Regions from separate parts of the Mus musculus genome. Here all the other regions are linked to region 1. The links are chromatin contacts, called in public ChIA-PET maps. All regions are on one chromosome and are shown on one strand. Each heading gives the region's core, a stretch centred on a gene start, on an enhancer-like site or on the middle of the called end of the contact. The rest is flanking DNA. Distances are from core to core; before and after follow the strand shown.

Region 1 (6,623 bases), core at 2,516-5,015:
TGATGTCAGTGCTCCACCATGAGGGAGGGGCCCAGTGGGGAAGAGTCCAGGTTAGGGAACATGGGATGGAGGATGACTGCTCCCTAGCTGCAGGCACTTTGCCTGCTCTGGCCATTCTGGGATGGGGACACAGATGCCTCCTTCTGTTATGGATTCCTTTCCCGGTGGTCTACAGGATCCCCACAGATCTGACTAATAGAGTACTTGCTTGCGAGGCACAGCTATGTGTCCAGCGGCCAGTAGTGGCCTATGAGTTTCCCTGCTGTGTGCTGCCTCTGGTTCTCTCTGTCATGTTCCCTTGTCATCTGTGTAGCCACCACACACACACGATGGCCCTGGACTGCCTCTCTGCAATCCTGAGCCCCGGCTGACTCAGACCCCAGATCTTCTGGGGGCAGGCCTGGGCCTCTCGTGCCTAGGAAACACCTTTTGGAGCAACCTGAGGGCCCCTACTCCAGCATTTTCCTTTTCTAACCCCACGATTCTTGCCCCGACCTCTTTAAGGTGTCAGCTGGGCGGACCTGGTGCTTCCTCTATAGGCCCCAGGGTAGATATAGCCTGACCCCCTCCTAGCTCTGGTGTGGCTGGTAGACTGGGGTCTGCTTGCTGCTTCTCATCTTGTGGTCCTTTTCCCATGTGTGTGTGTGTGTGTGTGTGTGTGTGTGTGTGTGTGTGTGCGTGCGTGCCTGCAGCTTGACATCTTTATCTTGACCACCTACGAAAACCCTACTGTAGAGCAATCTCCTGCTCACGGGGCAGAGGTCCAAGCCTTTGTCCTCTTTTTAGGGCATGCAATCCAACCGTCTTTGCTCATCTTTGCCTGCGGTGTGCAACAGCTTGTCATTGCATGGCTACCAGAGGTAACACCTCTCACTTCCCAGGTGTTCACAGGTAGGCAGGCACACACACTGGGCTGGCTCAGGGTGGTAGCCAGTGGCCCTTGTCCATTGTCTCTGCTCACGTCCCCTGCATGCCTTCCAACTCTGCAGAAGAGCCTAGGGCTAGTGCCATTCCAGGTGTCTGCAGCCGCCCACACTGCACAGGCGCCCCTCCCACCACCCCTCCCGCTGAGGCTAAGTCTTGAGTGAGGAGGCTCGCCTGGATTGAGCTTTTCTGCTTTTTCTGACCCACAGGCTTCCTGGTGTTTCATTCTCCTCCAGAGACACAGAGAGTTTGGTTTTGCTTTCATTATTTAGTCATGGGTTTAGATCCTGCTGTTGTCACCATGGGAACTCCACTCCCATAAGGGTTCCTGGGCTAGATGAGCAGGGTCTCCCAGGACAAGTAGCTGGGCTTGATGGCAGACCCTGCTGCGCTTGATGGTGAAGACTAGAGGCAATGTGGACATAGACCACCAGGGAAGAAGAGCTTAGCCTTATAAGGAGCACACATTGGCCCTGAGCCCATGGCTAGAGGAAAGATAATTTTGCTGGTTTGGGGTAAGGCAGGCATGCCGGAAGCACTTCCTGAAGGAGGGGTTACTGGGGCAGGAGGTGTCTCAATTCTACTAGAAGAGGTGACTTTTTTCTGCAGAGGGGCTGGCTGCCCAATGACTTGGGTTGACATTGGTGGATGGTGACTCCTGGCTCTCTAAGGTAGCTCTGCCTCACAACCCCTACGACCTATGCCATAAAGACAGTAGATGTGACCTCCATGTAGCCCTTGATTGGAGAGCTTGGCAGGGCCCTGGCCTGGGTAGAAGGGTCTTGAGGGTGGAGATAGCTCTGCACTGGTTTCCAGAACAGGTCTAGAGGGGCCGAGTCAGACCCACGATCTATACTTTCGAGTGCCACTGTGCTTAGGCATAGCTGAAGGCTATGACTCTCTACCTAGCAGATTTGTTTTACCCTGGTTGGCTCTACTTTCCTGGTTCTTCCACTCCAGTTGCCTCTCCATCCTCTGTCCCCAGAAAGACCACACATCATAGACTTGCCACAGATGAGTGAGGAGCCAGGGCTCAGAATAGTTGTGATGCCACACAGCTGAGTGGCCTGAGCCGAGATCCTAACCCAAACTTCTAACTGGTCCAAGGAGAACTCCTCCCTTTGTCTGTGGAGGGAGCACTGTGGGGTGTCCTCCCGCCACCAACTGGAAGTCATCTCTCCCCCCAGGGGTCTTTTGTGACTCCAAGGAAGCAGTGGACATGAAAATGACATACAAATTGTAAATTGCCCACAGACATTAGTGTCTGTTACTGTGGTAACCGCCCAGCCTCAGTGGACCTCAATTGCTCTGGATAGTGAGGTTATGTTGGCATTTTAATTTAATTGCATTATTTTTCCCATCATAAAAATAACGAGTGTCATGTATACACCCAAACTCATCACATTGTCTACATTAAATATGCTGCTTTTGATGTATTGATTACATCCTAATAAAGTTATTAAAATCATGTTGCTGCATCACAGAAATTTCCTACAAAAGGAGAAGGGGAAATTTATTTCATCCATCCTGCATAAAGCATTGTTAACAGCTTTTATGTGAACAAAATTCCAACCCCCCACCTCAGCCTGTTTGCTTATTTAACAAGGCTGTGATCACTGGTCTATATAATTAAGACATTTTATATACAATTTTATATTCTGCTTCCCACTCCCCTTAGGGAGTTTTAAAGTGAAACTGCAAGAGCCAGTGTTTCATCTGGAAGCCCTGTACTATAGGTTTGAGGTCAGCCCTGAGCGCTCAGACATCCCTGGACCACATGATGGGATGGGCTCAGTAGCCAGGACAACTTAGCTTGTGTATAGCAGGCACTTGTCTGGTCCTCTCTATTTAAGCATAAAGGATACGGTATGTCCCTTTATCATCCTGTATCTATGTCCTGATTTCTTGCTACCACAGCTGGCATTTATTACAGCTCAGAGGCCCAGTGTGGGTCAGGGGCTCCCTCTGGAGGGCATGTGTTGGAGCTGGGGTTACAGCTCAATGCTGGCCTGTAATAGCCTGGGTCTTAAACCCAGAACTCCTCAAGAAAAGTATTTGATAAATAAAAGGTTTGTGTTGAGTAGATGCACATACTACACCAGACACAGGCACCAGTGTGGCTTTGAAGTACATATATAGCTACCAGATACAGATAAGGAACACAGCATACAGCCCAGGCCACGAGAAGGGGAACAGGCTGCCATGGAACGGGCGAAGATGCTGGTAAAAGGTTCAACAAGGCGGCCACACTAGTTCACCGAGCAGACTGCCCATGTCCAAGATGGGAAGAAAGTCTCCAGACTATGTTGTACTGATGTCAGGGGAGAGCACCCAGGCCCAAGGTCCAGGCTGGATGTTGACATTGATCAGCTGGGATGAGAAGACAATGGGTCAGGCATGGAGTGATAGCAGGGTAGCCTGGCAGGTATCCATCACTGGCAGATAGTTTGTTACACATCTGCAAAGGGTCTGTTTGGGCTTGTTGACTGGTGGCCTGCTGCAGGCTAGGCTTGGCTAGTGGCTCTGTGGCCCTTGCCTCTGTGAAGACTGGTGGACTAGCCTGGGCAGGTCTGTTTGCTGGCAAAAGCAGAGGCGACAGGGTAGAGCTGAGTGTATTCGTCCCTTGTTGGTCCTGCTTGAAGCTTGCCAGCTGTTGTCCCATAGGCCCAAGCAAATCCCAGGACCCTGCCCAGAGAGGTTTACCATCCAAGTCCGGGGCGTGTGAGTTCCAGGGAAGGGAGCAGGGGCAGGGGCAGGGAAGGTCTGGGGCCCTGGTGTGCACAGTTACAGACTGCTCTGAATGTGAAGTACAAAGCTGTTCAGAAGCCCTGGGCAGGAAGTGACGTGTCATGGTGTTAGCCGTAGTGTTGCTGGACTCTCCATATTGACTTCCTGCAGCCTGTGGGGCACAGTGATGCAGATGAGCGTTTAGGAGGGGGCTCAGGCCTTCCTTCGAAGGACAGTGTTAGCACTGGGCTTGAGTGTCATGGAGGTTGAGCCGAGGAATGGTTGTTGGGATAGGGAAAGGCTATCTGCTATTGCTAATACCCAGAGAAGGAAATCAGGTGTGGAGACTGCTGGCGGTTGAGGCATGAGGAGAGAGAACACGGTCTCTGGTGACTATCTAAAGAGTTGAATATAGTCAGTATAGTCAGAGAGGCCTGCTAGTGATCTACTGGGCCCATGGAGGACTGGTACCTCGATGGCCTGTTTGACAGATGCTCCCCTTATCATAGTCGGGGTCAAAGGTTTTGGTACTGACAGAGCCCAGGTCAGAAAGGTGAAGAAGCACCAGGAATCCCATTCACAGGGGTAGACCCTGCCCTGCCCTGCCCTGCCCTGCCCTGCCCTGCTGACAGTTGCTGCTTGGGCACATGGGTTGATGCTCTAGAACTTTCTGTGCTTCAGAATGTATTGGAAATATGCTTTGGCAGGACTACTTCCACGTTTTCAATATTAGGAATATGTTTAAATTTAAGATAAAAATCATTTTGGAATTCCGATAAATCCTGTGATAGGACAGCCTCAGGTTTAGGGCTGGTGAGCGCTGGCCTTGTCTAGAAGGAGAAGCTCTCCTGCCAGGCCCAGTGCCGTCCTTCCCATGTGTGGCCTGGCCCTGTGGCTGGCCACCTGAAATGTTCAGACCAGTCTTCACTGTGGCTCACAGAACCTGAGGAGATTGGGGGTGGCCTTCATTCCCAGATACTGAGACTGTAGGCTGGGTCTAGCCCTGTGGGCTCTCTCCAGACACCTGCCCACACAAATGAGTCAGACACTCCAGTGACTGGGGAGTCAACCCCATGAGCAAAGCCTCTAGGTGGTAAGTTGAGCTCAGCCATCTAGAGTATGGCTTGGGAGAAATCCCAGAGGCCTGTCTGGAGGTGAGACTCTAAGAGGGAGCTGGGAGTTCACACCAACCACTACCAGGCACTGTCCTGGCAAGGGAGTGGCTGGTTTTTAATTTCCTGCCATAGGTATAAGGAGTGGACATAGGGCCTGATTCAAGAAGGGAAGACAAGGCACATTCAGGTGGCTTGCAATGCCACCAACCTTCTGTCCCCAGTTTGCAGACAGTCTGCTAGCTGTTGTGGTCCCCAGCTTTGAACCCACTCTTCATCTGTCCCAGTACACTGGCTTCCCTGGCTTTATGCCCAGTCCTTAGTTTCCCCCAAAGGGGAACATTAGAGACTACAAGCCACTGTGTCTTGACCCTTGGTCCCTACTGTCCCCATGGACAATTGTCTTCCCTTGCCTCCCTTCCAAAGCTGCAACATCTTGACCTGTGGAAGGCCCTGATGGCATCCAGCCCTGTGGAATGGTGCCTCCCTCCCCTGATGCCCAACAGGCCTCAGGCCCTCAGCATGACCCCACCCTGTCCCCAGTTTGTCCCTGGGGACTGGAGCTCAGCCTAAGTGTCAGGTTTGTACCAGTGACCTTTGGAGCAAGGAGATCAAGCTTGCCTGTTGTTGTGTGAGGGACAGGGTGTAGGGAAGAGTCACACATTCCTGCAGGAGAGTAGGGACCCTCAGCATGCTCTGTACTCCTGCTCCAGGGGCCCCCAGGGTGTGGGGTCTGCAGAGCCTAGCAATGTACGGATATCACTGTGTGATGATACAGCCGGCTAACCGATGCCTTCTGTCTTGCTTCCTCAAGCTGACGTCATCTCCACTGTCGAGTTCAACCACACTGGGGAACTGCTCGCCACAGGTGACAAGGGTGGCCGGGTGGTTATCTTCCAGCGGGAACCAGAGGTATGTGTGTGGAGGATCTCGAGGGAGGGCAGGAAGAGGATGGGCAGATGGCTAGAGGCAGAGGTGGGGTGGGGAGACGGGGAGGAGGGGTGAGGGAGATGTGGCCCCCAACAGGATGCAGGCCATACTCTGAGCAGGACTTCTGGCCCACCTTGCCTAGGTGCCCAGTTAGAATTCTGTTACTGACTGCCTTCTGTCACAAGGTCCCTGGGGCCGGAGGGCAAGGGATTTGGGGGTGGGCCTGGTGAGTGGACTGGGATAGCTCTCATAGCTGTGTGCTGAGCCCCCCATTCAAAAGAAATGAGCGGATTATTCACTGACACGTGCTGTCCCAGACAAACCAACAAGCTCTCAGCAGAACCTTCCCTACCTGTGTGGCCTGCGGCTGCTGCTGGGGAAGGAGCCAGGACCCCCAATCCATCCAACTCTGCCCGACTGGCAGGTTTTGCTCAGGCTTCCACTCTTCAAACTACTCTTGTTTTGTTTTTCAAGACAGGGTTTCTCTGTGTAGCCTTGGCTGCCCTGAAATCTCTATACAAGGCTGGCCTAGAACACAGGGCTCCACCTGCTTCTGCCTCTGGAATGCTGGTATTAAGGGTGTGTGGCACCTATTCTTGGTTTCAAGCCAGTCTTACTCTGCTCTTCTGCCCTCCCCTGTTGCTATGCAGCAGGATTCTGAATACAAGAGCAACCAGAGACCATCCACCCGAGAGGTCATTTCTGAAACCCTAAAGGACCCTGTGGTCTGAGCCCCCTCACCTGAGGTACCACTTTATGCAGACCCTGTGCTGAGCATTCTCCTTCCACACAGTTTCCTTGTTTTCTCTTTTTGTTGGTCCCTGAGGGTACAGATGCACACCCACTTACAGACAGATCAATCAGCAGCAAGCCCCGTGGGAACCTGCTGGGTTCTTGGCTGTGTTCTGTCACCCTAGCAGGGGGGCCTCT
Region 2 (6,623 bases), core at 2,635-5,134, 240 kb after region 1:
GTCCTTTGAATCCTGTCTCCAGCTGAGGTCCCAGGCTCACCAGAGGTGTAGGCCCAGCCTCAGGTGGTCATCTGCCCTCACTTCTGTCTGTCACTCTTGGCCTGTGCTCTTGGTCACATGTTTCCCCTGGGTAGTCCCTTAGCTCCAGGAACAGAAGTGGCCCCAGAGTCACTGAACCAGCTGTCTGTCATCTCTGTCTGGCCTCCCAGCTCCTCCGCTATCTTGGTACAGGATACCCCGGCCCCATCCCGAGTTGTTTTTCCTGCTGCCTCTCATATGGGCTCTGCTGCCTGGTGGAGTCAACACAGACCCAGAGTGGCCATTTGAATCTAGGTCTTTTTCCAAACCCTATCTTTTCTGGCTTTTTCCTAATGGCGCCTCCCTTCCCTTTCTCCCGTTCCTCCTTATTTTCCTCTCTTCCACTCCTTCTCCTTTTCTTCTTGTTTTCCCTTCCTTTAGTGGTGCTGGGGATAGAACTCCAGGCCTTGAATATCCTAGAGCAGTACTGTGCTGCCTGATCACACCCCAGCCCTTCCCCCCTTCCTCCTTCCTTCCCTCCCTTTCTCTCCCTCCCTCCCTTCCACCTTCCCTTCCTCCCTCCCTCCCTTACTGCCTTCCTTCCCTCCCTCCCTCCTTCCCTCCCTCCCTCCCTCCCTCCCTCCCTCCCTCCCTCCCTCCCTCCCTCCCTCCGTCCCTTACTGCCTTCCTTCCCTCCCTTCCTCTCAAAAGGCAGTTTCCATGGTCAGCTGGCTGCATTGCTATAGGCCTGTGACCAGTTAGGCTCATCATGAAGAATGGGTTTGGTAGAGGAATGCTGTTCTCCTCCTTGTAGCCAGGAAGAGCGGCAGTGGGGTCCCCAGGGAGTTTCTTGAGACCGAGTGTGTTAGTTATTTTTTTCTGTCACTGTGAACAGACACTCATGTCATTAATGAATGGAGCACAGGTTCATCGTGGCTCACAGCGGGTTTCAGTCTGTGATGTGCATTCATTGCCTTGGACCTTGGCGGAGGCACCTCTGCAGCTGGAGCCCAGGGTGAGACCATAGCCACTGTTCTCTTTGAAGATGCGGTACACATCTTTCAGGAAAGAGCCAGGGTATAGGGAGGTAGGATCTGTGGCAGGGTTGAAGGAGAAAAAGGACCACTCAGGCCTCCATTCTGGCCCAACTTTGACTCTCTTGAGGCCTCTGATGTATATAATGTTATTGCCTCCTTTTCCAGAGGTGGAACTATAGAGTCAGGGACAAGAAGAGCTGCAGTGTCTAAATGTCCCGCTAGGAATGCAGACGCCCAGCTGACGTCCACTAGGAAACAGCGAGTGTCTGGGAGTACACACTGGACTTGCTGCAGTCACAGAGTTAACGTGTAGGGCTGGTGAGATGGCTTAGTGGGTTAAGGTGCTTGCCACCAAGCCTGGTGACATGAGTTCAATTCCTAGGACCCTCATGGTGGAAGGACAGAGTCAACCCTGCAAAACTGTCACCTGACTACCACACATGTACTGCTCACCTGGCCTCCACGAAATTAAAAAAAAAAATAAATAGAAAAGTGTTAACATGCCAAAGTTTTAAAAATTATTATTATGGAAATAATGCAGAGTTGGGCGAGGAAGCTCATAGCTGGAATCCCACTTAGGAGCTTGAGCTAGGAGGATTGCTGTGAGTCACAGGCCAGCCTTGGCTATAGAGTCAGTTCTTGTCTCAAAAAAAAATGAGGTTAATTAGCTAATTCAAAGAAATGGATAAAACATACACAACTGAGTTGTTAGAAAATGGATTAGAAAAAAAAACCTTCTCCCATCTCACCAAACTGTGCTTCACAGTCATTTCTGACCTAGTATAGCAAAGTCACATGGGGTACTTGTCACCCTCTCGCTCTGAGTGAGACCTAAGCCCTCAGCAGGTGTTCATGGTGAACATTCTGCTTGTTTTATGAAGGAGACACCAAGGCTGGGGATGGTGTTTCACTGTGCCTATACATCCCTCAGAGCTGTATTCCAGGTACCAGGAGTCTAGCCTGTGACCACTGTGGGCCCATATATTCACGGCAGAGCATCTTAGATTCACAGTACTCTCTGTGACACCATGCTGACAAGCCTCGTGTGATTATTGTAGAGAGAAAAACAAAACAAAACAAAAAACAAACAAACAAACAAACAAACCCACCCCTTGCCCTTTTCAGGGTCCTGTGAGTATGGGTGTCCTATGCTGCCATGACAAATGGCACAAACTTGGTTCCTTTTCTTGGGAGTAGCATGGTGGGATTGGAGACAGGACTTCAAGCTGGTGCTGGCCTCTGACTCTCGCTCTAGCCCTGGATGGCCTTAACTCTCCATCCTTTTGTCTTTCTCTCCAGGGTGCTGAGGTTATAGGCATGCATCCACGAGACTTGGTGGCTTAAAAACAGCCTAAAGACATGGCTCCATCTTGGAGGTGCCCAATGTAGAAACAATAGGACCTGCGTTTAGATCCTGCAACACCCAAGTAAAAGCCAGGGGTGGTACACACCTGGAACCACAGTGTTGTGAGTCAGAGATAGGGGATCAGTGGAGTGCACTGGCCAGCTCAAACAACCAGTGAGCTTCTTGCTCAGTAGGAGGTTCTGTCTCTAAATAAATAAATAAATAAATAAATAAATAAATAAATAAATAGAGAGAGAGAGAAAGAAAGAAAGAAAGAAAAAAGAAAGAAAGAAAGAAAGAAAGAAAGAAAGAAAGAAAGAAAGAAAGAAAGAAAGAGTAGGGTGGTTGAGGAAGACACCCCATGTCCACCTCTGGTTTCACACATGCATATGCACCTGCACTCACATAGTGTTTCTAAAGCAAACAAACAAACAGGCAGGCAGGCAGGCTGGCAGGCAGAGAGACAGACAGACAATCAAACAGGAACCCAGGTATGGTTGGTTAACAGCCCTGGAGGCTGGAAATTAGGATTCAGGCTTAGCTCAAATTGTTAGTAGGGTGACACCCAGACACCCTTGGAACTGTGATTCCTAGCTGCTTGATTCCTGCTCCTGAGCTGAGCACCCCTCCTCGTCTCCTAGCCCACTTCAGAGCTGTAGCAAGCCAGGTGCCTTCGTGCTGCTGTGGCTTTCTGCTCCACAGTCAGCTCCACCCTGGCCTCCTTCTGACTAGCTGGAGACCAGTTGTCGTCTCCTCTCACGGACTTGACTTCACCTGCTCTGCAGCCTTCTGGACAAGTGAAGGGCGACACCCTTCCTGCAGGGACCAGGATCTGGGTGTATCTGGGACCACAGCTTGGCTACTGCACTGCACTGAGTCAGAAGCAGACTGTCTTCTCTGGTCAGGGCACAGGTTGCTCCCCCAAATAAAGAGAACGGCTTCCTTTTTCCTTTTCAACTCTCAGTGCATCTCAAAAGCAGTGAGAAGGCACCAGTTCACCTCCTCACTCATTAGCTTGAGAGGACCTATTCAGGAGGGATAGAGGGACTCCCCGAGGAGAGGAAACCCTTGGCCAGGTCTTAAAGAGCAAGAGCATACTCTTTTATCTTAACAAAACCCAGTGAGCAGAGCCTGTATCTTACAGAGGAAAATCTGAGGGTCATAGATGTAACCCAGCTAGGCTTCAATGGCTGGTAAAGACAGAGCCCGCCCCTCCCAGTGGATCAGGGTCTGAGATGGAGGTGAAGGCCACTGGCTGGTCTGGCTGGTCTTAGAGGTGTTAGATAGAGGGATATCTCCGGCTAACGTTACCTAGCATGAAGGCAAGGCTAGCACTGAACAGGAGAAGGAAACTTCTCGTCTTGTGGTTCTTCTGGTGGGGGCATCCTGCTTATGTCACTTCCTTTGTTTGCAGTCAGGGTTTGTCCCCTCCTGGCTAGGCACAGTCTCTAGAGTCTCGTCATGCAGCACGAAGCCCTGCATGGCTCAGCCACTCCGTGTCAGTCCTACAGGCTGTTCCCAGCATCTCCTGTGCAAGCGCAAGCCACACAGACATGACCATGGTTTCTGTTTTTATCACAGACACCTTTTGACTCTCAGTCATTTCCTTAGGAGATGTGTGCAAGTTTGGAGCCAGAATGGGAGGCAACAGTGAATAGGGTTAAAAGTCAGCCTAGAATCCACAATTCTGTGCTACCCTGGGAAATAATTGCTTCTCAGGTCCTCAGTTTTCTCTTGTGTGAAATATATGACCTGAAGGATGCTTAAGTTGCAACCACTGGTCTGATGGTAGAAAAAGAAAAGAAAAGAAAAGAAAAGAAAAGAAAAGAAAAGAAAAGAAAAGAAAAGAAAAGAAAAGAAAAGAAAAATAGAAGCTCCTGGCTGGTCGGCCTCCCCTCAGTGTCTCTCGCTCATCATGTAGGGCTGAGAAACACATAGGATTGAATTTTGTGGTAAGTGATGCTGGTGTGTGTGTGTGTGTGTGTGTGTGTGTGTGTGTATACACACGTATGTAGTATGGTTATCCATGCAACATCCATCTGCATCCATGGAGAGGCCCAGACAGGACATGAGCGTGTCTTCCTCCATAACTCTCCACCTAATTGCCTGGAAGCTCACATCTTGCCTAGGCAGGATGAGCAATAAAGTCCTAAGGTCTGTCTGTCTCTGTTACAGGGATGGCTTTTATGTGGGTGCTGGGGGATTTGAACTAAGGTCCTCATGTTCACTGAACAAACGCTCTTCCCAGCTAAGCTATCTTCCCACTAAGCTATCTTCCCAGCCCTTTGAGGTAGGACAGAGACTCTCTAATGAGATAGATATGACTGGGTTGGTGGCTCAACCTGGCCATCCAGTGGCAGGAAAGCGGGAAGTGAATCACCATGACTTTGAGACCAGTCTGGGCTACGTAGCTTAAGTCCTAGCTGATGAAGTATGTGGGCGGTTGACAATGAAACCCTTAGACGGGCGGCTGAACAGGAGTGGTGGTGGTGGGGTTTACATGGTGGCTTGGACACTCAGTCTTTACTTTCTATCCTGAGTGTCTCCTGCTTCTCTTCCCGCAGGGTCCAGGAGCTGGAGCTGTCAGAAAGGAGGCTTCTCTTGAAGGTGGAACAGCTGAGTGCCTGTGTGGCCGAGGAAAGAAGTGCCACAATCCGCGTCCAGGAGCAGCTGCAGGCACTGAAGGGGACACTGGTCAGCCAGGTTCGTATCCCTTCCCAGTGCCTGGTCGTGTGATCAGCCTGGGCCTCAGTTTCTCTGTCTGACCTCTCCCTGCCTGCCTCCTAGGCCTCCCGGGGAAGCTTGGGTGTTGGTATCTTTCTCATGCCTGGGTCCTTGAGGTCAGGAAGTGGGCAGTGCAGGTTTCTCTCTTCAAATTGCTGTGTGCAGGTGGGGACAGGGGGAAGATAAGAACCCGTTCTTGGGTGGAGGAGGGACTTGGGTATGCTGTGGGTGTGGCAGGAGAAAGACACTCAGGGAACTGGGGATAAAACTTCCCAGACCTTCTGGGAAAGGTATTTGAAGGGTGGGAATGAGGCAGACCAACACTCTGCTGTGGAGAGCCAGGAAAAGCTGTATATGTAGGGAGGGAAAGGCTGGCAGGTACAGCGGGAACTCCAGAGGGGCCATTGCAGAAACAAGGAAGGCAGCTAAAGCTTTGGGGAGTAGGGAGGCAGAGCATAAGAAACAGCCCCACCAAGAAGAAGTGAGTGGTTCAGGGCGGAGGCAAACCCTAGTTATCCTGCTGAATTGTCTGTGTGACATTGGACAAGTGACACAACCTCCCTGGGCCTGCTTCCTCATATGTAAAATGGGAATATGCTACCCACCTCTCAGGTGGTTATATGAGCTAAATGGGTCCATGCACATAGAACACTCAAAGAAGGGGGCATCTTTTAATGTCATCTGCACTGGCCATTCTTATCTATCGTAAGACACTTTTCAGGGGACAGGTGATGCAGGCCATATTGCAGAAGGAATATATAGCAGATGGACCCACACCTCTGCAGTAGGTACCCAATGATGCCTGGGCACCCAGCTTCCAGGCTTCAGGGGCACAGCTTAGTGGGGTCTTAAGATTGCAGGGTGCAGACCATTCATGGGATGTGAACTCAACTTGAACAGGCAAGGCACCCACTAAAGGGGGTGTTGTTTCTCGGGTTTTGTTCAGCTGTGTCTTTGTGTGTGTGTGTGTGTGTGTGTGTGTGTGTGTGTCTGACAGTGGGCAACTATGGGACAACTAGGGTACATGACATGGTATTCACTGAGACAAAAATGTAAAGTGGAAAGTCCAGCTCAGCTCAACTTAGCCCTTGGGTACCAGTGGGCCAGCCTGGAGTCACTCTCACCTTTCCCCTGACTACTGGAGGCAGACTCAAGTTAAACTGAACCCTTGGCTCACGTGGTCTTAGCCTCTCAACCCTAGGGGAGTCTTCAGAGAAGCAGGGTACAGGCTGTGTCTCTGCACTGGGACATGTGGTTCCTCTGAGGAGACATTGTAAGGGTGTTTCGAGCCTTGCTCTCTGTACATCTGGGATTCCCAGGGAAGTCAGGGACAGTCCTGCAGTGGAGATGCTTGTAGTGTGGTGGCAGATGAACGGTGAGGGTGACATGCAAGCCACTAATTGCATTAGTGGGAGGAGGGGGTGTTGGGGAGCCCAGGGAGCTATCAGTCCTTTTCACATGCTTCTCCATTGTCATTACATGTCTGTGAGGAACGGTCT
Region 3 (6,623 bases), core at 1,709-4,208, 170 kb before region 1:
CTAATGTCCGGTACTGTGGGAGCCAGCAACTGTCCACATTAAGGCCACAAATCTACTTAGAAACTCCAGAGGCACCCACTAACTGGGATGCCAGCTGCCAGGACGTTTTAGAAACAAGGTTCACATGTTATCATCTGGACCAGGACTTCTCCATGTATTCTCTGAAGGTTTTATGATTAGCTTTAAAATACTGAGACCCTCTCTAAGGCTTACCACCTTCTCCTCAGCCTTGCTTATGATTTTCTAAGTAAATATATAAATAACATAATCGATGTGTACTTCATAGCACTTTTATGTTGTTTTATTGTACAGATACTAAATCTAAGATTTAAAAGTTTCATAATTCTGCCTTAAGCGTGCTTAAAAACTTTTTGTACAGATATGTAAACAACTTTTTGTTGATGTTTTTCAAGACAAGGTTTCTCTGTGTATTCCTGGCTGTTCTGGAACTTGCTCTGTGGACCAGGCTGGCCTCAAACTCAGATCTGCCTACCTTTGCCTCCCGAGTCCTGGTATTAAAGGCGTGTTTCTACTGCCTGGAGTGAACAACCTTTTAAGAAAAGAGTTGTAGCTAACAGACACTGTGAGTGCTCACAAAACTGAAGTGGGCTAGCTGGGCAATGGTGGTGCATGCCTTTAACTCCAGCACTTGGGAGACAGACACAGGAAGGTCTCTGAGTTGGAGCCTAGCCTGGTCCAAGAGGACAGCTGGGACTACACAGAAAAACCCTGTCTTCAAAACCAAGTGGGAACAGACCATGCTCTTAACTGCTGAGCCATCTCTCTAAAACCTTACGAAAGCAATCTTTTTTTTGGTGTTTTTTGAGACAGGGTGCTACTCTTTAGCACAGGCTGTCCTGGAACTCTATTTTCACATTCATTGACTGTCATAAAAATATATTAATAATTTCTAGTAGCACCCACTAGATTCTGAACAGTAAATGTAGGTCACTTGTCCCCTCAGCTTTTAAACCTGTTTCTTGATGTGAACTACAAATCAAATGAAAAAAAATATGTCACCATACAACACAGAAGGCCCATGAAAAGCAAAAGGAGATAATACTATCACATTTATTTACTGAGGGTTGTAACCCTGGCTCTCCTAGAACTCACTATGTAGACCAGTCTGGCCTCAAACTAAGAGATCCACCTGCCTTTGCCTTCTGTGTACTGGGATTAAAGGCGTGCACCACCATACCTGGCTAAGTCATCTATTTACTGATATATGGTCTTCTTAACTACCCAGGCTGACCTGGAGCTTACTCTACAGCCCAGGTTATCCTGCTACTCTGATCTTCCTGCCTCCGACTCCTGAGTGCTGGGATTGCAAATGTGTGCTATCACATCTGGTTCCATTACCGACTTTACCCTGACAGACAGCAAGAGACTCAGCTGAGTACTACCTGGGAGAACCAACTTAGGAAATAGTAGTTTGTTGGTAAGGGACCCGTGTGCCCCAAAGTGAAAGAACAAAACCCTTCTGCTCAACGAGACTCGGGGGAAGAACCGCAGAACTGTGAGAAGAGCAGCGAGGTTGGCTCTTCACACAAACCTTCCAAAGAAGGAAGTTGCCTTTTCTTACCCCACTACTAAAAACATGAACGACAGGCTCATTTCCAAACAAACTATGGTAAATAATCTCCAGAAGGAAATCTCTGCCAAAGAAATTTAACATTTTAATTGATGTGCTATAAATAGAACACTGACAACCATACATTAATATTCTTGCTTTGATAAACTAAGCTTCCAGTCAAACTGTCAAATACAACTTCAGGACTCCCTGCAACAAAACGCCCAGTTTGCTATCTTAAGAAACTGTCTTCTTTCCTTTGGCTTACAGTCTACACCATAGAAAATTGAATATAATACAAAACAATTTACTATCTATCCCAGAAGGCTACAGAAAACTGAACCACTGTTAGGATTTAATAATACAGCTTTAATTTCTTGGGCACTTTTGATCATATAAATATATAAATCTTAACAAGGAAACACTGTTCACTGTAATAAAGGCCATAAAAATAACAGCTCTGCCGTATTGCACCGATAAATTAATTCAGTTGGCTTCCCCAGGTCCCCACCAAAGAGCTTTCGAATCCGAACTGGAAGACATAGAGACCTACACTCTTGGCATCGAATACTGACGATGTCAAGTCGTTTGCAGAAAATAAACTTTAACCTTTCACATCCCGGCATCACATACGCCAGTTCACAGGATTTCTTAACACTTGGGACAAGAGTCTCGCTGGAGTCCTCATGCGGTGGAGGCGCACACGCTCAGAGCTGCGGTCTGTCACCGCAGCCAGGGAAGTGGTCCTCGGTCCGAAACAGGACTGGCGGCTCGTACGCCGCGCGCTGGGGCCCGCTGGGCGCCGACCTGAAGAGAGCGGGGACGCTGATGGTATGCAGCAGCCTCCGGAAGGCCCGCGGGAAGGTCCCCAGCTCGGCTTCGGCCTTGGCGACCTGCTCCTCCATCCTGGCCACGCTGCTCCCGATCATCCGCACGAAGGCCTCCAGCTTGTCGATCCGGCCGTAGATGCGCCTCATCTCGGCCGCCTTAGCGTGGATCCGGGGCACGCCCTCGCCCACCACATGCGACGAGTCCCCGCGGATCATGTCCAGCATGCCCACGAACTCGTCCACCTTGGCCAGCAGCTCCTCCAGGCTGGCGTCCAGCGCCTCCACCTCTGGCCTCGGTCCCGCGCTGGGCAGCAGGCTGGAGGCGTAGCCCGAGGCGGCGCGGCGCAGCAGCGGCAGGTCGCGGCCCGGCGCGTCCTCGGGGCCGTCATCGTCCCACGGCCCGGACGCGCTGCTGTGGCTCTGCGAGACGTGGCCGCTGTCCCCGCTCCACGCGGCGCCCAACGGCTCGGCCTCCTCGGTAGAGACCTCTCGAGACAGGGTTCCGACGGCGGGTCCTTCCTCCATGGCCCGCTCGGCCGCTTCCGGTGCTGAGCGATTGCGTTACGGTCTGAGATGCCTGCTTCCGGCGCCTCCTAAAGACGTCACGCCCCTAACAAGTAGCCAAGCCTACTATCCACATGCCCAGAGAGCCCGCAGTGCTTCTGGCTGGCTTGTCGGTGCGTTCGTAGTGTGTGCCAGCAGAGTTTGCACAAGTTAGTAATCCAAAGAGGGTGACAGACGATTAGAGGATAGATAGAAAGATGGGTAGATGGCAGATAGATAATAGATGACAAATAGATTAGACCAGTGGCACAGGCCTTTGGTAGCAACACTCAGGAGTCAGAGGCAGACAAATCTCTTAAATTCAAGGCCAGCCTGGCCAGTTTCACGCCACCAAGGGTCCTGTAGTGAGGCTCTGTCTCAGACAGACAGACAGATCAATAGATAATGGAATGATAGGTAGATTGGTGGTAAATTGACAAATGATAGTGTCAGAGAAATACATTGAAGCAGAGCTGAGGCTGTCCATACCGTCACAGCAGGTTACCTCTGTTGCTCCACCTGCCCTGTAGCCAGCCAAGGCTAAATCTCCGTAGATGGAAGGATATTCCAAAGCCCTGTCTAGGAACTGGGGGACTCCAGGTGTTTGAGCTCAAGAATAATACAAAGAACTTCTCATTTTTATTATTAAAGGAAGCAAAATATGAGGTGACATTTATGATTAGTTTTAGCAAATACAAGTACAGAAAATATACCTGGTGTTATCATCTTTGGTCTTGTGAAAAGAGCCAAGAATATCCCTCCTATTTGTCTTTCCCACAGAGATAACGGGGACATGCCAGGGCATTTCCTGCACGTCCTTGCGTATCCTCTTATCACAGTTTATGTAATTCTTTCTAGAAGGCCACCTTGTGGGAAGAACATCCCACACAATGGCCTATCCGTAGTTCACAGTAAGTTCACAGCTCTCTTAGACTTGTTCCCACATCTATCCACTGTGTAGTACCCACCAGCACCCATGTGAGGCTCCAGCCTGCCTCTTTTCCCTTACCAGCGATAGCAAAATAAACTGTAAGCAAAAGCAAGAACAGTGGAACACAAAAGTCAACCTAACGAGTGGTCATCTCAGCCTCCTCACAAAAGAAGTACTCTCACCCAAGCATGGATTCCATCACAATGCTACCAGAAAAACAAACAAACAAACACAAAAACAAGGTAGGAATAAATTCTTAATATTCATAGAAACATCCAAGGTGGCGTCTCTGAGACCCATGCAGTCTGGCAGGTCCTTGGGAAACTTAGGGCCTTATTCTTCAACATTGTCAAGTGAAGACAGGCATAAAGTAGAGATGCCCTTGTCTTGATGGGATTTGTAGTGGGTATTTTGTCCAAATGGCCTGGACCCCATTGTCAGGAGACGTAAACCAGATCCCCAATAGGGAACAGTTAGGAAAAGTGTTGGCTGTTTACTATTGACATACTCATACACAGGCAGGTACCCACACGCATCCTGCAAAAGACTGGGTGGTTGGAGTTTTGTTAGGTGTTAAACACATCCTCTCTCTGGGTAGAGCTCACATGACCTCTTTTCCCACTGGGAATTAGGAATTAGAGAAGAAAAACAACTTTGAGCAACAAAATAGAGAAAGCTACAAGCTGCTTCAGTTCTCCATCATGTCAGTCCATCTGGGTCAGCTGACTGGAGTCTATCGCTGTGAACCTGAAACACATCGCGGGGAGAACTTGCCACGGAGACAAAGAATATCAGCCTTTCATAGCCCAGGATTAAAAAATAATAATAAAGAAAAAAATACTAACTGCTCTTAAAAATGCTACTTCCATTCCAGGGTTGGAGAGATGGCACTGGCTCCTGAGTTCAATTCCCAGAAACCACTTGGTGACTCACAACCATCAGTAATGGGATCTAATGCCCTCTTCTGGCATGCAAGTGTAACTGCAGATAGAGTACACTTTTTTTTTTTTTTTTTTTTTTTTTAAAGGCTGCTACTTCCTTAAGCCACTGTCCTTGAGTGGCATACTTGCCTTTTAGAAACACCTGGAAAGGCTTAGTAGCCTTTCCTTAGCGTCTTTCTGGTTTATTCTTGCCTATTTCTCTTTGCTACATTCACACTCTCCTCTGTTCTGCTGTGTGGTCTAGATTTTCTTCTATTTCCCAACACACCATGCTTAGGCAGGCACACCTCGGGTGACTGTCCTATTAGAACCAACATTTTTGTTCCATTGAGTGGTTTGATAATCTTCCTTATGGTGTCTGCATGGTGACCTTGATATGAAGATAGATCTCCAATGCATTTGGGTCTTCAAAGATAACTTCCATTAGAGGAAGTTGTTTCAGATATTCTCCGTGCTCTGCTATGTTTTGAAGGCTGTGTATTTTGCGTTCATCTGTGTAACCTGATCATCTTCTGGCACCTTTCAGCCTGTGAAGAAAATGATGAGGTCACACAGATGACAGCAAAATACATGGTAATGTTTCTCTATTCAAAATGGTAATGAAGCTTGGAGAGGGAGCAACAGTATCTTACTGTCATGAAGTCCTCACTGTCAGAGGGGCTTTAGACAAAAACATTATGGATGGTGGACAGAGATGGGGGAGAAAGTGGGGGAGACAGTATCAGGACCCAGGCAGTAAATCTGACAGGCATTCAAGGTCCAAACCGAGCACTCGCTGAGTGTTCATTTGCCTTTGACTTAAAAGACTTCTGTTGAAAGCTAAATTTTGACTGGGAGGTGGTGGCATGTGTCTTTAATTCCCACACTTGGGAGGCAGAGGTGGAGTTCCAGGACAGTCAAGGCTACACAGAGAAACTCTGTTTCAAAAAACAACAAACAAACAACAATAACAAAAAGACATTCTTCGTTGAGTCCTCAAGGTCAAGCAGAGTGAACTTCAAACAGTTTGTGAGATTCCCAGTAAGTACTGTGGGGGAGAATGGCTTTGGGAGCCACGGCAATACGGTGGGAACAAGCTTCAGGCTTTCCACCAACCCAAGCCTTTCCCTTTCTACAGGGGTGGTTTCTGATGAGATGCGATCCTATCTAAGGCACCAGCAAACACAAGATGTGGTTGGCCAGAGGTAGACAGAAATGAAAAGTAGGCATGGTTCTATGGTGTATCCCAAGAACTAGAGAAGGGAGTCACTTCTGCACGGGAGCATTGGGAAACTTTTCAGAGCAAGTGACTTCTCTGGGCCTAGAAAGCAGAATGTGACCCTGAAAGAGGAAACAGTGCCATATCCGAGGGGCAGGGAACAACAGCCTGAGTGGAAGTCCCTAGTTCCAGGCTGGTAAATGGCTGATGGGTGGCAATTTACAGAGGGGAGGTGCTCTGGGAGACAGAGCCATGGAGGTATGCAGGGGTCGGAGGTCTTCATTGAGAATATTGTTCATTGTCACAGGCTGCACTTCAGTGGGGTCTCTTCACTCCAGAGTTGTGTGTACAGTCATAGCCAACTAGGCAGGCTTTGGATCCTAGAACTGATAAATATTATTTGATAAGAGTAAATACATGCTCACAATAAACACGGGAACCCCTTTTGGGCTGGTGTGCAAAATGAAATTATATAATGTGGCTGCTTCCGCCTCATGTTCCATGCCCTGCACCCTGGCCCCGTGTTCTTTATTGGACAGGTACTGCTGGGCCATCGACACTTTTTGATTATCTGGGGGATGCTGCTCATGCCTGTGGATCACAAAGCTTA
Region 4 (6,623 bases), core at 2,584-5,083, 150 kb after region 1:
ACAGAGTCTCTCCTTGTCCCAGAGCTTACCAGTTAGGCCAGCGAGCACCAGGGTTAGAGGCATGTACTACCATGCTCATATGGCTTATTTACATTTTTACTGGAGATCAATCTCAGGTCTTCATGCTTGGGAGGTGTACTGGCTAGTTTCATGTCAACTTGACACAGCTGGAGTTATCACAGAGAAAGGAGCTTCGGTTGAGGAAATGCCTCCATGAGATCCAACTGTAAGGCATTTTCTCAATTAGTGTTCAAGGGGGAAAGGCCCCTTGTGGGTGGGACCATCTCTGGGCTGGTAGTCTTGGTTCTATAAGAGAGCAGGCTGAGCAAGCCAGTAAGGAACATCCCTCCATGGCCTCTGCATCAGCTCCTGCTTTCTGACCTGCTTGAGTTCCTGTCCTGACTTCCTTGGTGATGAACAGCAGTATGGAAGTGTAAGCCAAATAAACCCTTTCCTCCCCAACTTGCTACTTGGTCATGATATTTGTGCAGGAATAGAAACCCTGACTAAGACAGGAGGCAAGCACTTTACCCACTGAGCCACCCCCCGCCCCCAGTCCTGTCGTCCCCACTTTTAAGGTTAATGTAAGGACTGAACATTGTGGAAAAAATAATCAAGAGCTGACAGCTGGCACATGTCCTCTGAAAGCAGCCGTGGTGGTGCCGGTGGCTGTGCCTGGAGGGTAGGGCACTTAGTTGGGTTGCTGTCTCTCCAGGAACTGCTGTGTCTCCTTGTGGACTGGGGTCACGGTGGACGGATGCTCTGGACATCTGTGTGCCTTTTGATGTTAGAGAAGCTGACTTCATTGCTCCTGATCTAGTAGCCCGAGAGCCCCTAACACCGCCACCAGAGACTTTCCCCACCACATACTCACACCTGACTGCTCTACTCCCTGCCGCCTGAGGTGGATTGCGATTCCTTTACACACTAGACAGGAAAGGAAGGCTGTCTAGAACCTGGTTCTGATCCAGCTGGTCCTTGCCTCTCTCCTGCCTGTGTGGCCTGTGCTGGTTTGTTTTGTGGAGCTGTGAGACGTGGGGGTTGAGTGGGCCTTTGGAAGGTGAATAGGAGTTTCTCGCACGGAACAGGAAGGAGGAGCCAGCATGTGTAAAGGCATGGCTGCACATGTACCGGGCAGTGTCCAGGGTTCATTCTGGCTGGGGCGAGGCCTTGATGGTAGGGTGGAGAACAAGGAAATTGGTGCCAGACTGGCAGCCTGCAGGGTTGGGTGTGACTCCAGTGTGCAGTAGAATAAGTGTCTTAGGGACTTTGGGTGCCTGATCTTTGAGTTTCTGAAAACCTACCTCATTCCCTCTTTTTAGGCTGACATGTACCCCTCCCCCAGCTCATTTGCAGTCTGCAGACATCTGACAGACTCCTTGCCTAATTGCTCAGGGCACAGAAGGCTTCCTTTCAGCTATTTGGCTTGTGAAATGAGGACTTGGAAGGGGATCCGTCTGTTGCCTCTGTTGGAAGCCCCCCACCCCTCTGAATGAAGACTGACACCCCTAGCAGGTTTCCACGAAGTAGTTTTGATGTGTAGTTATTTGATGTGCTGAATTATTAACAATATGTAGCAAGCGAATATGCAGGCAGATTAGCCATTGAGCCTCGGTGGAGTTGCTGGTCATCTCTGCTCCCCCCACTTCCTGCTTCAGTCTGGGTCTCTTCTGCACCCAAGGCTGGAGCCCGAATGCCGATCCTTCAGCACATGTCTGCTGCCTCTCACCCAGGCAGCAGGGCTGTGGGACCAGACACAGTTTGGGTGGGCTACCAAGATGGGCCTGGCACTCTGTGGCTTCATATCATCTGCTGTGTACAAGCCTCTGTGCAAGCAAGTATGAATTCCAGACTTGGGGAGCTGGCTCTGGGGCCATTGCTTCTTGAATGCTGCATAGTGAGATGTACCGCTTCTCTTGGTCCGAGAAGTTTCATCTTAATATTTAGTGTATACTGGGAAGACTGCAACTAGCCTGGGAGCTCATGAAATGCTTCTTGGAATAAGGCTGGATCAGTACACACACACACACACACACACACACACACACAGAGTTTCTTTTGTTTTTTTCCAAGACAGAGTTTCTCTGTGTGGCCCTGGCTTTCCTGGAACTCACTCTGTAGACCAGGCTGGCCTCGAACTCAGAAATCCACCTGCCTTTGCCTCCCGAGTGCTGGGATTAAAGGTATGTGTCACCACTGCCCGGCTACACATTTAGTTTTTAATAGTCACTCCATTTTATCTTATTTATTTTGCAAGTGTGCATGCGTACCACACTGCATATGTGGGGGTCAGAGGACAACTTTTGGGAGTGGGTTCTCCATCAACTGTGTGGGTTCTAGGAATGGAGGAGAGGTTGTCAGGCTTGGCAGCAAACACCTCTACCACCAAACCAGGCTTGGTGGTGTGCATGTGTGTGTTTTAAAATCAAAGAATCTTAAAACTTTTAGGCCAAGAAAGATAAGTTGTACAAAGGGTCATGGAAGTGTTGTAGAGTTGACCAGATACTCTCTGGCTACTGTCAGCCTCTGAGCTGTACACCAGCACTGGGAATGGCACTTTAGGAAGGTTCATTTTAAAGAGTCAATGCAGGGGCTGGTGAGACAACTCAGTCAGTAGAGTGCTTGCATGCAGGCCTGAGGCCCTAAGTTTGGATTCCCTGAACTCACATACAGAGCCAGGCATGGTGTTTTATCTGTTATACCAAGGCTGAGGATGTGGAGACAGGAGGATTCCTGGAACTCCTGGCCAGCTAGTCTAGCCGATCAACATGAACTCCATCTTCAGGGAGAGGTCCTGTCTCAAAAAATATAGTGGAGAGTGATAAAAGACACCAACCAGTGACCTTGGGACCCTACATTCACCTATATGCATATGTACACCTGCACAAACATGTACACACACAGAAGACACCAGTGACCCCTGCCTTCTACATGCTGCTGTATGCATGTGTGCACCCACACAAACATGCGCACACACATACATACTAAGTGGCCTGGTGGTAGAGCATTTGCCCAGCATGCGCAACACCCACCCATCTGTCCCTAGCATCCTATGCACAAAAGCCAGTGCCTTCCGAGTGCTGTGTAAGCCTTGCCATTATTGGGACAAAATACCTGGAAACTTGAAGAAAGATGCACTTTAGTTCACCATTCTAGAAGTTTTAGGTTTCATTTCAAAGGTCAGCCTGAAGGAGACAGAGTACCATGGAAGCAGGAGCCTGTGATGAAGAATGGGGAGAGGGAGAGGAAGGGGAGGGGGAGGAGAAGAGAGAGGGGGAGGGAGAGGGAGGCTCCAGTGGTCACGGTAATGGCAGTGTGTGTGGTGGGGGAAGGCACCTTGGGCCTGCATGATCTTAACTGTGCTTGCCTATACTCTCTTGCGCATTCTTAAAACAGCACTGCGGGTGAGGTGTCACTATTTAATCTCATTTTGCTGAACCTGAGGAACTGAGACAGGAAATTGAAGTGCAAAGCTCTCGCCCTGTACAGTTCACATTGCTCTCTGGCTTGTCCCTTTTGTGTGTGGCCTTCAGAGCACTTTGAGTGTGAGTGACAGGTAGGCCTGCCAACAAATAGCCCCAGCCTGGAAAGCTTCAAGGCTTAGGCTGTGATGAACTCTGAAAACAACCAGGTGGAGGTGAGGGGTGGGAAACCCCAGGGCAGGCATCTAGGGAAGCTCACTGGCTAGGCTGGATCTGCTGGACTATGAGTGGTGGGGGTTAGAGGAACAGGATGTACCTGGAGGATGCAGGCAGAGGCCTTGAGTCAGCATGGGCAGCAGTGTGTGATCTTAGTCCTGTCATAGACGTCTTATGATCTTGAGGTTAGGTGAACTCGCTGAGCCTCTATTTAGGAAACAGGATACTGACGCAATGTGTATAGCACAGGGGAGGTGCTGTGTGGTTGCTGCTGTCGCTGTTTGTGTGTGGTCTGGTGTGAATATGCCACAGCTGGGAAGAAAGTGTTGAGCTTGGGGCTAAATGATGGAGGCTGTTGACTGCCAAGCCAAAACAGCTGGATTGTGGCTGCAGATGGCAGATGGGGTGAGAATGGCAGACTGGAAGGGATAGAGGCTTCTGGGTAAAGACCCACTTTATATAGTCTTAGCCTTTCCTTGCTGGTTGATGGAGGGCCATTAGAGTCAGTTGGTTGGTCGGTCGGTCTGTCGGGTCAGTCGGTCTGTCTATCTATCTCCTTCTCCTGTTCCCCCCTCTGTGTGTGTGTGTGTGTGAGAGAGACAGAGAGCTGAGGCCCCTAAGGAAGACTGCTCTGGTGTGTAGCTGGGGACCTCATTGTGGAGGCATCAGTACAGTGTGGATGCTGTGGAGGTGGCCAGGCATGACTGTACAGCACACACTGTCTTTTCTCTGTGGTGTCTAAGAAGATGGATTTACAGAACAGCCTTCTCAGAGGTGCCTTTTAATGATTTTGCATCCTACTGATATCATCAGACTGGTTTTTCTGACAGGAAAGCCAGTAGGTTTCTGAAGGAAGCCAAAATCGCCTGGCCGAATGCAGCAGCCATGGCTTTGGAGGTAGGCGTCTATTCTCAGAGGCAGAAACTTCTCTGTTCAGCAGATAGGCCATGGAGCCTCTGCCAGTCAGGCTGGGCACTGGGGATGCAGAGGTGGGCCCTTTTCTGATGTTGCCTGAGAGAAGTTTACACAGGCACAGTGAAGGGTCTAACACATACCACTCTGAGGGCAAGTACCATTTCCCAGTTCCTGGACGCAGGCAGCCTGTATCATTTCATTTTCCTTTTTCCTGCCTCTATTGAAAGAGTTTTTTTACACAGTACATCCTAGTTATGGTTTCCCCTCCCTCTATTCCTCCTAGTTCCTCCCCACATCTCCTCCCATGCAGATCTGCCTCCTTTCTGTCTCTCATTAGAAACAAGCAGGATTCTAAGGGAACATAACATAATAATATAATATAATATAATATAATATAATATGATAAAACAAAACCTAATACATTGGAATAGAACAAAACAAACAAAAGGAATGAGGCCAAGAAAAGGCCCAAGAAACGGATACAGACACAGATACACACTCATTTGCATACTCAGCAATCACATAAAACTCTTAACTGGAAGTCATAAGATATATGCAAAGGACTTGTAGGGTAAAAAGAGACAAAAATATATAAATAAAAAAGAAAATTAAAAATTAGATTTAAAATAAACAAAAAAGCCAGCCCTGAAAGGATGTTATGAAAGCCTCCAGAGACGTTGTTCAGTTTGTTTTCTGTTGTCCATCAACTGCTGGGCATGCGGCCTGCCCTTAAGAGGAGTCTGTTGCAAGTGGCTATCAATTGGAGATAGCTTCTGGGTTAGCGATTAGGGCACGCATGAACTTCTGTTTCAGTTCTAGGACCCTCTTCGGTGTGTGCTGTGTGTGCTGCCTCTGGGAGTTCATATCTTCCTAGATCCTGTTGATTTACGGGTCCTTGTTTTCATGGTGTCCTCCACTCCTTCTGACTCTTACACTCTTTCTGCCTCCTCTTCTGATGCTTTCCCCGATCCCTGAGGGGAGGGATTTGATGGAGACATTACACGTAGGTCTCTCACTCTCTGCATATTGCCTGCTCTCTTTACTTGCTCCTATCTGCCGCAGGAGGAAGCTTCTCTGATGATGGCTGAGCAAGGCACTGATATACAAGGATAGCTCAGTTTCATTAGGAGTCATTCTCTTGTTATATTCTTTTAGTAGAAGAGTAGTATTTGGTTTTTCCCAGAGCTCTGGGCTATCGAGTCTCGGGTTCTTGGTCACTCAAGCAGTTTCGGGTATGTGTTCCCGACATGGAGAGGGCTTTTATTCAAATCGGACATTGGTTGGCTGCTCTCACAAGCTTTGAGCCACACCGCACTATGTATCTTGCAGGCAGGACACCATTGTAGATCAAGGGGTTTGTAGCTGGGTTGGTGTTTATGTTCCTCCTTTAGAAGCACGCAGACGATCTTCCTGTACCAAAGATGCTGGCACTTAGGAGTGAGAAGGCTCTATGTAAGTGCCAGCTTGAGTTCTCCATGTTCAGTCTTGTCTTCAGCAGCAGGGCCTTCCTCTCAGTTTGTGTAGATTAACCTTGGCAATAGCCTGGGTTGTATGGAGAGTCCCATGGGACCAACAAGGGCATTCCCATTTGGCCTTCAGCTCAATTAGATGTAGCCCAGTTTTCCTATGGAAGCTTTATTTGGTGATAAGAGATGTCCAGTTGGGGCTCTGTCTCCTCCATTATCTGGTGATTACATTTAGATGACCTTCATATATGTATATATTTTAGGAAGCTTCTACTGTATTAGGTTTTCATATGACCCCTCAAATGGACCTTAAGTTTAGCTGTTTCTCTCTGTATTCCCTCCCTCATTCCCCTATTCACTACCTCTTGCCACATGATCTTATTTTTCCAGTATCTCCCCATCCATCCATCCATCCATCCATCCATCCACCCATCCATAACTGTCTATGCTATTTCTCTTTCCTAGGAAGATCAATCTGTTCTTACTCCCACCCCAGTCCCTTACTCTATATCTAACCACTCTGGGTCTATTTATTGCAGCTTGGTTATCATTGACTTAATGGCTAATATCCACATATAAGTACATACATACCACATTTGTCTTT

Evidence for each region. ChIA-PET counts read pairs in DNA pulled down with a chosen protein or histone mark.
Region 2: a contact with region 1 is called in an RNA polymerase II ChIA-PET map of memory CD8 T cells, with 12 read pairs. The contact joins two enhancer-like sites. A contact is called at or near these places in 1 of 15 datasets of contacts at CTCF or cohesin (embryonic stem cells), 2 of 115 datasets of contacts at active chromatin or transcription factors (double positive thymocytes and memory CD8 T cells) and 3 of 9 other capture datasets (embryonic stem cells, liver and pancreatic islet).
Region 3: a contact with region 1 is called in an RNA polymerase II ChIA-PET map of memory CD8 T cells, with 14 read pairs. The contact joins the promoter of Bloc1s4 here to the enhancer-like site in region 1. A contact is called at or near these places in 2 of 39 promoter capture datasets (embryonic stem cells and stem cell-derived epiblast-like cells), 16 of 484 Hi-C or Micro-C datasets (the CH12 cell line, the G1E-ER4 cell line, the N1E-115 cell line and 5 more) and 1 of 115 datasets of contacts at active chromatin or transcription factors (memory CD8 T cells).
Region 4: a contact with region 1 is called in an RNA polymerase II ChIA-PET map of memory CD8 T cells, with 17 read pairs. The contact joins two enhancer-like sites. A contact is called at or near these places in 1 of 484 Hi-C or Micro-C datasets (nephron progenitors), 2 of 115 datasets of contacts at active chromatin or transcription factors (embryonic stem cells and memory CD8 T cells) and 1 of 9 other capture datasets (pancreatic islet).

Annotation. Positions count from the first base shown.
Region 1 is chr5:36,917,391-36,924,013 of GRCm38.p6, forward strand. It overlaps Ppp2r2c (protein phosphatase 2, regulatory subunit B, gamma), which reads left to right. Exons shown (of 9, transcript NM_172994.3): 2 at 5,578-5,675. Among named protein-coding and RNA genes, the nearest start is that of Gm52813, 20 kb to the right of the region's middle. Within about 2 kb of position 3,766, at least 23 of the 459 cell types and tissues checked have an H3K27ac peak or open chromatin away from gene starts, as enhancers often do. A contact at or near this core is called in memory CD8 T cells, where this site is marked.
Region 2 is chr5:37,154,782-37,161,404 of GRCm38.p6, forward strand. Gm1043 (predicted gene 1043) reads left to right here. Exons shown (of 14, transcript NM_001370827.1): 3 at 4,965-5,103. Among named protein-coding and RNA genes, the nearest start is that of Gm1043, 5.0 kb to the left of the region's middle. Within about 2 kb of position 3,885, at least 9 of the 459 cell types and tissues checked have an H3K27ac peak or open chromatin away from gene starts, as enhancers often do. A contact at or near this core is called in memory CD8 T cells, where this site is marked.
Region 3 is chr5:36,745,721-36,752,343 of GRCm38.p6, forward strand. Bloc1s4 (biogenesis of lysosomal organelles complex-1, subunit 4, cappuccino) reads right to left here and starts at 2,959. Exons shown (of 1, transcript NM_133724.3): 1 at 1,654-2,959. The coding sequence starts at 2,925. The coding sequence ends at 2,278.
Region 4 is chr5:37,063,503-37,070,125 of GRCm38.p6, forward strand. It overlaps a transcript of Jakmip1 not described here. Among named protein-coding and RNA genes, the nearest start is that of Jakmip1, 18 kb to the right of the region's middle. Within about 2 kb of position 3,834, at least 101 of the 459 cell types and tissues checked have an H3K27ac peak or open chromatin away from gene starts, as enhancers often do. A contact at or near this core is called in memory CD8 T cells, where this site is marked.